2 separate regions of the Cricetulus griseus genome follow, and region 2 is linked to region 1. A link is a contact called in public Micro-C data. All regions are on one chromosome and are shown on one strand. Each heading gives the region's core, a stretch centred on a gene start, on an enhancer-like site or on the middle of the called end of the contact. The rest is flanking DNA. Distances are from core to core; before and after follow the strand shown.

The links. Hi-C and Micro-C count contacts between places; a contact is called where the count stands out from the background.
Region 2: a contact with region 1 is called in a Micro-C map of the CHO-K1 cell line, with 5 times the contacts expected there. The contact joins the promoter of Afg3l2 here to the promoter of Spire1 in region 1. A contact is called at or near these places in 6 of 8 Hi-C or Micro-C datasets (the CHK-Q cell line, the CHO-K1 cell line, the CHO-S cell line and 2 more).

What each region holds. Positions count from the first base shown.
Region 1 is chr2:171,797,559-171,801,320 of CriGri-PICRH-1.0, forward strand. Spire1 (protein spire homolog 1) reads left to right here and starts at 1,937. Exons shown (of 17, transcript XM_027402695.2): 1 at 1,937-2,385. The coding sequence starts at 2,097.
Region 2 is chr2:171,953,042-171,956,757 of CriGri-PICRH-1.0, forward strand. Afg3l2 (AFG3-like protein 2) reads left to right here and starts at 1,724. Exons shown (of 17, transcript XM_027402702.2): 1 at 1,724-1,997. The coding sequence starts at 1,884.

The DNA.
Region 1 (3,762 bases), core at 687-3,186:
AGTCAAAACACCTATAAAATAAAAATAATTTAAAATATTATAAAATTTGTATTTTAAGAAAAATTTTGCTTACCTCTACCTTTCTCCTCCTTCCCTCATTGTTACAGTTATTTGAATGTTTATTTACTACCCTATTGGAGTGAATGGCTCATGGACTCCTTTGATTAATCCATTCAACATGTTTTGAGCCTTGCAGTACTCCATAAGGCCAGAAGATGGTGATGGTGTCCATAAAAGTGGCCCATTTGTTTTCCTGCTTTGTTCAAAGAATTTTAAGCTCTTCTCTATTTTCAAAAGCCACACAGAATCCAGACTTTTAAAATAGCAACATTTTGGAATGTTAGTATATTAGTATGCTATTACATAATAATATCATAGTAATTCTAGTATTACTATGTATTAGTCTCACACACAAGGATGAGAAAGGTCTTTTTGTGAGCTTTATCATACATAAATGCTGCATTAATTTTTTATACAGTTTTTTTTGTGTATTATGTATGTGCAGAGACCAACTGTGGGGTGGGTTCTCTCCTTCAACTTTATGGCCATCAGGCTTGGCAGCAAAGTCCTTTCACTTGCTGAGCCATCTCTCTGGACCTAAATACTTTGTTTTTACATTTGAGATTATGAACTAATAATTAAGTGATTCTACTTGAAGGTTTTTTTACATCTCTTGAAGTGAAAACAAAAGGTGCCCATGGAGCTTTCTTCCTCATCGACTCTCCATTTCTTACCTTTAATGACTTCCTGCTTTTCTTTCAATTCCTGCTGTCTGCATGGTGGCATTTTATACATTACCAAACCATTATGATTTATAGTATAAGATTAAGTGTAGCATGCAGTTTCCCACAGTCTACATAAAATGGTACCTACCATGATTGTCTTACTTGGTTGATGCTGCAACTGTAGGGATTTCGAAGACTAGCATGGATGGAACACGTTAAAATCAACCAATGGATGGACATTTTGTTTAAGAATTATTGCACACTTGAATGGGTTCAGGGATGTCCCTATGGATAATTGCCCTTAGTTTTGTCTCTGACACCAAATGACAGATTGGGTTAACTGGTCTAGGGTGATCATGGTTACCAGAGACTACCTCAGGAAGGCTGTTGTAACATTGTAAATTAATCTGAAAGGCCGGTTGTTTTAATGAACCCCTGAGCACCGTGCACCGCACCCCAGGCCCTGATCTAGGCTTTCGGAGAATTCAGCAAGTCCAAGATCGCTGTCCTCATTGAATGTGTGAGTGGAGAGAATACCCAGACACAAGGAACCTGAGAAGTAGCCGGAAATAATGGAGTATATCTTGCAACCTCACTCAGGAAGTCAAGGCTGAAGAATAACGAGTTCAAGGCCAGTCTGGGTCACCCGGAGAGACTGTTTCAAAAATAAATGCATATATAAATATATCTAAAAATTAATTTTGCAAACGTGCAAGGGATAATATGTGTCCAGTGGTTAGGAGAAATGGCGACGAGGTTCGAGGGGCCAAGGGAACCTGCGCTCTCAGACCAAATCCGGGAGGCCCGGGGCAGCCAGAGGCGAGGGCGATTCTCATGACCGTTTCTTTTTAGTAAGTGGCCTCAGATTGAATTCAAGATCTTAAATAGACTACGAGCTAGCCCAGGGGGGAGGAACCGGGTGACAGCGACTTGGAGGCCACACACCAGAACAGTCTGCGCGCACAGAACCCACGGAACCCACAGCCCAGGCCAAGCCTTAGCCCCTCGCCGCACGTCACTCACTCCCGGGGCGACGCCCCCAGGCCGTGCTCGACGCTCGGCCGCGCGTCACTCACACTGGGAACGACGCCCCCGGGCCTCGCGCAGCGCTCGGCCGCGCGTCCCCCTAAACGAAGCGAGGAGGGGCGGGGCGGGGCGGGGCGGGGCGAGCGGACGCCATCGCCGTGCTACCGGCCGGCGGCGTGCTGGCCAGCGCCGAGCGCCGCGGGTCCCGCCTAGTCCCCGCGGCGGCGCGCGGCCGGCCTGGGCGGCGGCGGCCCGAGGATGCGGAGGCGGCGGCTCGCGGAGACGATGCTCTGGCGCTGAGGAGAACCGGCAGGCGAGGGCCGGCCGCGCAGCGACGTGGGCCCCATGGCGCAGCCCTCCAGCCCGGGCGGCGAAGGGCCGCAGTTCGGCGCGACCGGGGACTCGCGGGACGCGCTGAGCCTGGAGGAGATCCTGCGGCTCTACAACCAGCCCATCAACGAGGAGCAGGCGTGGGCCGTGTGCTTCCAGTGCTGCGGCTCGCTGCGCGCTACCGCCGCCCGCCGCCAGCCCCACCGCCGCGTGCGCTCGGCCGCGCAGATCCGCGTCTGGAGGGACGGCGCCGTCACCCTGGCACCAGCCGCCGGCGAAGAGGGAGAGCCGCCCCCCGCCTCCGGTGAGGTCGCGGCCGGACATCCCCGGCAGAGCGGGAGCCGGAGGGTGGTCCCGGGAGGGCGAGCGGGCGAGCAGGCGGGCGGGGCTGCGGGGACCCGGGCTCCGGGGACGCTGTGTGCGTGTCCGCCGGCCTCGGCTGTTTACCGGTGGCTGCACTGGGGTGAGGGCTCAGAAGAGGCTCGAGAGAGGTCCTGTCAGGAAGATTACCTCTTTGCGAAACGACCAGTCCCCTCGTAGCATTTTTTGAATTTGTCACTAGTCCTTGGGAATACCAGGGAAGCCACTGATCCCCGAGAATTCTATTTTGCAGAGGAATGGAATAAATAAATGGTGACTCTGGGCACTGAGGGTGAAAATGTGCTGTGATGAAAAGTACAAGCTTATTTAATTTTTTTTAAAAAGTAGATAGGGTGTTTAGATAAAATTGCCTTTAGTTAGTATTCGTACATTCTTCGTGACTTGTCACCTAAACAGTGACACACAACCAGGAGCTTACTCACATGCTTTATTGATGGTAAGACTGGTAATAGGTTTCCCCTATCTGGTTTTATCTAATTCATTCTTTGAGAAGCAAGTCTATTAAAAACATAGCAAAACAATCCACCTTCACCTTTAGAAAGTTGATGAAAGTGTCAAAATGCTTAAGGTGGAAAATGTAATTATAATAGTCTGTAAAGTGACATTTAGTGAAAATCCTTTTTCTAAATTCAGCATTATCAGCCCTACCAGAATGTTCTCTCGTTTTTTTTTTTTTTTAGTTAAAGTAAGCATAGTTATATTAATTTAAAGCCAGCCTTGTGATGTATTCAAAACCTCAGTGTTGCACTATTTTCGGAATACCGTGTGACGTTTTGATACACGTGTACCTTGAATGATATTTAAAGCTGGCTTTTTAATAATTCTTTTGAATCTCTTTTTTTTCTTCCCCCTTCAAACATTCATTTGATCTGTTGCTTGATTTTAGACTTGGCCTTAGCAGATTACAATTTCAGTTGTAGTTTATTTATAAGATGCCACCAAAAGATAATTTTCTCAAAACAACGAGGCTCTGTCTTGGTCCTGAACTGTTTGAAGAGGAAAAGAGTGTGTGCCACCTCTCTTGAGAAGAGTCGTTGGTTGTATTGAAAGAACAGGGCTGGTTGTATGGTGTATCAAGAACAGTTGAGGAACTTGATCCCAGAAGTGTTTTGACTGATTGATTCTTTGGGGTGATTTCTTGTAACTCCTGTTGGAACATCAAAATGAATGAATTTTTGCATTATGGATATGCCTATAATACACTTTGGAGAAAACAGTAAGTAGATATTTCCTAGAAACTCTTAACAGTTTTTTAAAACTAACTTTCAAAATTTTTTATTTATTAATGTGTGTGCATGGT
Region 2 (3,716 bases), core at 474-2,973, 160 kb after region 1:
TTAGGCAGGGAATTGCAGATGCTGTACTGTCATGTATCAGCTGTTTAGCTTTTGAGAGAATTGCCCAGGTCTTTCCACAACAGCAACACCATTTACATTCCCACAGGTGGAGGTTCCAGTTTCTCCATATCTTACTGATACTTACTGCCTTTGAAAAAAATTGGCCATATCTGTCATGGTAAATATGAAGTTATGGCTTACTGAATTTTCAGTCTTTCACCTCTGACTCCGATGTTAACTGGGGTGTCCCCACAAGTTCCTTTATCAAATTAAGGAATGTCCCTATAATCCTAGTTTTATGAATATTTTTTATCATGCAATGGTGCTAGGTGTCTCTCCCAAAACCTTGTCTCTATCAGTGGAGATGATGGTGTGTTTTTTTTTCCCCATCAATTTATTAACATGATTTTTTTTTTGGTTTTGTTTTCACCAACTTTTCACATCTAAATTAGTCTCACTTGGTCATGATGAGTATTTTAAATATGTAAGAGTGCACCTAACTCTATATTTGTTAGAGTTAGGATTTTGTTCAGGCTTTTCATGTACATTTGTAAGGTATATTATCTAAGATTATTCTTTTTCTCCTGATGTCCATCTGGTTTTGGTACCAGCATGGTGCTGTTCCCACAGAGCTAGAGAATTCCCTTCTTGCCAGACATGGTGGCGAATGCCTTTAATCCCAGCACTTGAGAGGCAAATGTAGGTGGATCTCTGTGAGTTCAAGGCCAGCCTAATCCCCTTGTTTATGGCACTGGGAAGTGAATTCAGGCTTTCACACATGCCAGTGGTGCAGAAGGTTTCTATAAATATTAATTAGGTTTAATTTAGTCATGTTGATGTTAGGTTAGACACAAGGATGGATAACACTTAGGGTTACTAAAGGGACTAAACATAGCCCAAGGCAATTTGGTTCTGGTTTTGCAACATTCCAACTCGTCACAATCACGCAGTTTTGACTTGTCAATCAGCAATGTAGAATCGTTAACATAACTTCAGTTCACAATAGTGTGTGAGGACAGCCAGAGCTGTTAATATCTGCTTTGTGGCCCTTGCAGAGCCTGGCCACCGGCCTGACAGTGATCAATCACTTAAAAGTACTTGATAAGTAAAGAGTGAATGTTAAAATTTCAAACAAAATCAGTGGTCTCCAGTCCTGAATGAAAAAAATGTCTTTTTCCATATAGCCTTTGCTAAGCATGTCAACTCCTTAAGGTCCACGCTCCAATCTAGCGCTCCTTATCTGGCCCCTCCCACTTTCATACTTTGGCGCCTCCCTTAGCCTGGCCTCACCTGCATCGCTCCTCTTTCGGCTCCGCCTCCATTTGCTTCTTCCACCTTTTCCTTCGTCCGCCCCGACTCTCGCCCGCCTAACTCATTTGACCCCGCCTCTGCCGTTCTCTTTGGGCCCCACCTCTAGTCCCGCCCCCACAGTAACATTCGACCCTGCCCCATTCATCCTTTGACCCCGCCTCCAGGACCCTACAGCTACGCCTCTCTGTCGTCCTCCTCCAACCACGTCCTATCCTCGCCCATCTCCCCCATAAGCCACGCCCAACCCATGCCCACTTCTTATTTGGACCCGCCCACGACCGCACCCCGCTCTCATTTGGCCCCGCCTCCAGCCCGACTCCGGCGCTTTGCGCGCTCCAGCCCCTCCCGACTCGAGGGCGTGGTCTGCCGTCCCGAGGGCACGTCGACGTCCGCACGCCGGGGCGGGGCCTGACGTACGCGTGTGGAGCGTGGGTTCGCGTACCGCCGCGGGTCTCCTGCGCCGGTGGCGCCCAGTTCCCGGAGAACCGATAAGCTGAGAAAGCTGCGGGTCGCCGCCGCTCGCCCGCCTTGGCTCCGTGCCTGCGCGCGCCCGGGAGCGGGCCGAGCCCGCCATGGCTCACCGCTGCCTGCTGCTGTGGGGCAGGGGCGGCTGCCGTCGCGGCCTCCCTCCGCTGCTCGTGCCCAGCCGCTGCCTGGGTCCGGGGCAGCGGCCCTTCCTCCGCACGGTGAGTCCCGCGTCGCCGCTGCTTGCCTCGGTCGGCTTCCGGCGCGGGCGCAGGTGTCAAGGTCACCGGCCTGACGCGTGACGGCCTGAGTGTCCTGGTCTCCCGCGGGCTGTGTGGGCCGCGCTGCCGTGAGTGGCGCCGGGACCCCGGGAAGGTCACGCCTCGGCTTTGCTGCTTGCTGCCGTGGCCTCGCGGGCTTTCGTGACAGTGGAAAGCGATGGACGAGTGAGCTGCACCGGGAAATTGGAGGGGAGAGAGCGGGCTGTGGTGCCTCCCTTTCTCATCTGTTGAATAGGGCCGTTGCTGGCATCCTGAATACACTCTTGCAAATATCACTGGTATCATAAAAAATACATTGCTCACAGTAGGGCCTGTGTATTTTGTTGAATAACAGCACCTATCGTGAGGCTCAACTGCTGGTGTAGGTTCACACACGATCTGGTACATTTTATTGAAGTGATGCAGTGTTGGCAGGACCATGACACAGCTTCTTGCTGCCAGCCCAGCCCGGGTTTTACCTAGAGGTACATAGCATGGCGGTTGAGGAGTGCTATTGGTCACTGGAACCTAGCTTGACCACTTACTAGCTGCCATTGCCCTCGTGGATGTTCAGCCCCTTCACTTACAAGCTAGAGCAGGCTTTCAGTATCCACAGGGCGTTGATGCTAGGACCCGTACTAAAATCAGAAGATGCATGCACTTCTGTGTGCTTTGGTTTATGTTTTGTTGGGGATAGTTGAGACTAGGTCTTAGTGTAGCCCAGGCTAGCCTCCTTAATCTCCCACCTGCTCCTCCTAGTCAGGCTGGCTCTTCCCTTACACGTTCATCTCTAGATTAATATCTAGTAAGTATGGTTTGTAAATAATTTTTATACTCTAGCATTTAAGGAATAATGGCCAAAATCCAACACCATCCATCCAACCAACCAAATACCTCTCCACCACCACCAGAAAATAGCAACTAAACCCAAATTGGCCTCAAGCATTCTTCATTGCTGAGGTTGGCCTTGAACTCCTGATCCTTCTGTCTCCCATTTCCCAAGTGCAGGGGCTACAACTATGCACCACCACCCCAACTCATGTACATTTCTTTTCCGAGTGTTTTTCACTAGTGGGATATGAGAACGGAAGCCGTGGATAGGGATTGCTGAGGGTACTTGTGTTTGTGATATTTGCTTTGAAGCTCCCTTGTCATCCCTGTGTTTATTTCTGTGTCCTTATCTTTTCTACTGTGAACTTCCTTGTTATATGGCATCTGTGCAGTATTCGTCTGTTCTCCCACCTTACCTTGCTCATCTGATCCTTTTATAATCAGTGAACATTGGACTCAGGATCTGTCTGAGAAGGTTGAATCTCATATTAAAGACCTTATTGGGACTGTTGTACCTGTGAGTCACCAGTGAATGCTGAGACATAAGGAAGTCCTTGTGTCGGACAGCTGCAGCTAATTGGTGTAGGTGTGTGTGACATATACTCCCTGATACTGGGGTAAATAAATGATACTTGAACATTTCTTTGCTATATAGGATGTATATAGCCCAGGATAACCTTGAACATGTTATTCTCCTGCCTCTCTTTCCTGAGTATTGGAATTACAGGTGTGGTGGCCCATGCCTGGTTTATTGTTTGGTGCTAGACATCAAACCCAGGACTTTGGACATACTAGAGAAACTCTACACCCTCTGTTACATCCTCAGCCTCCAGAAGGCATTAAAACTTT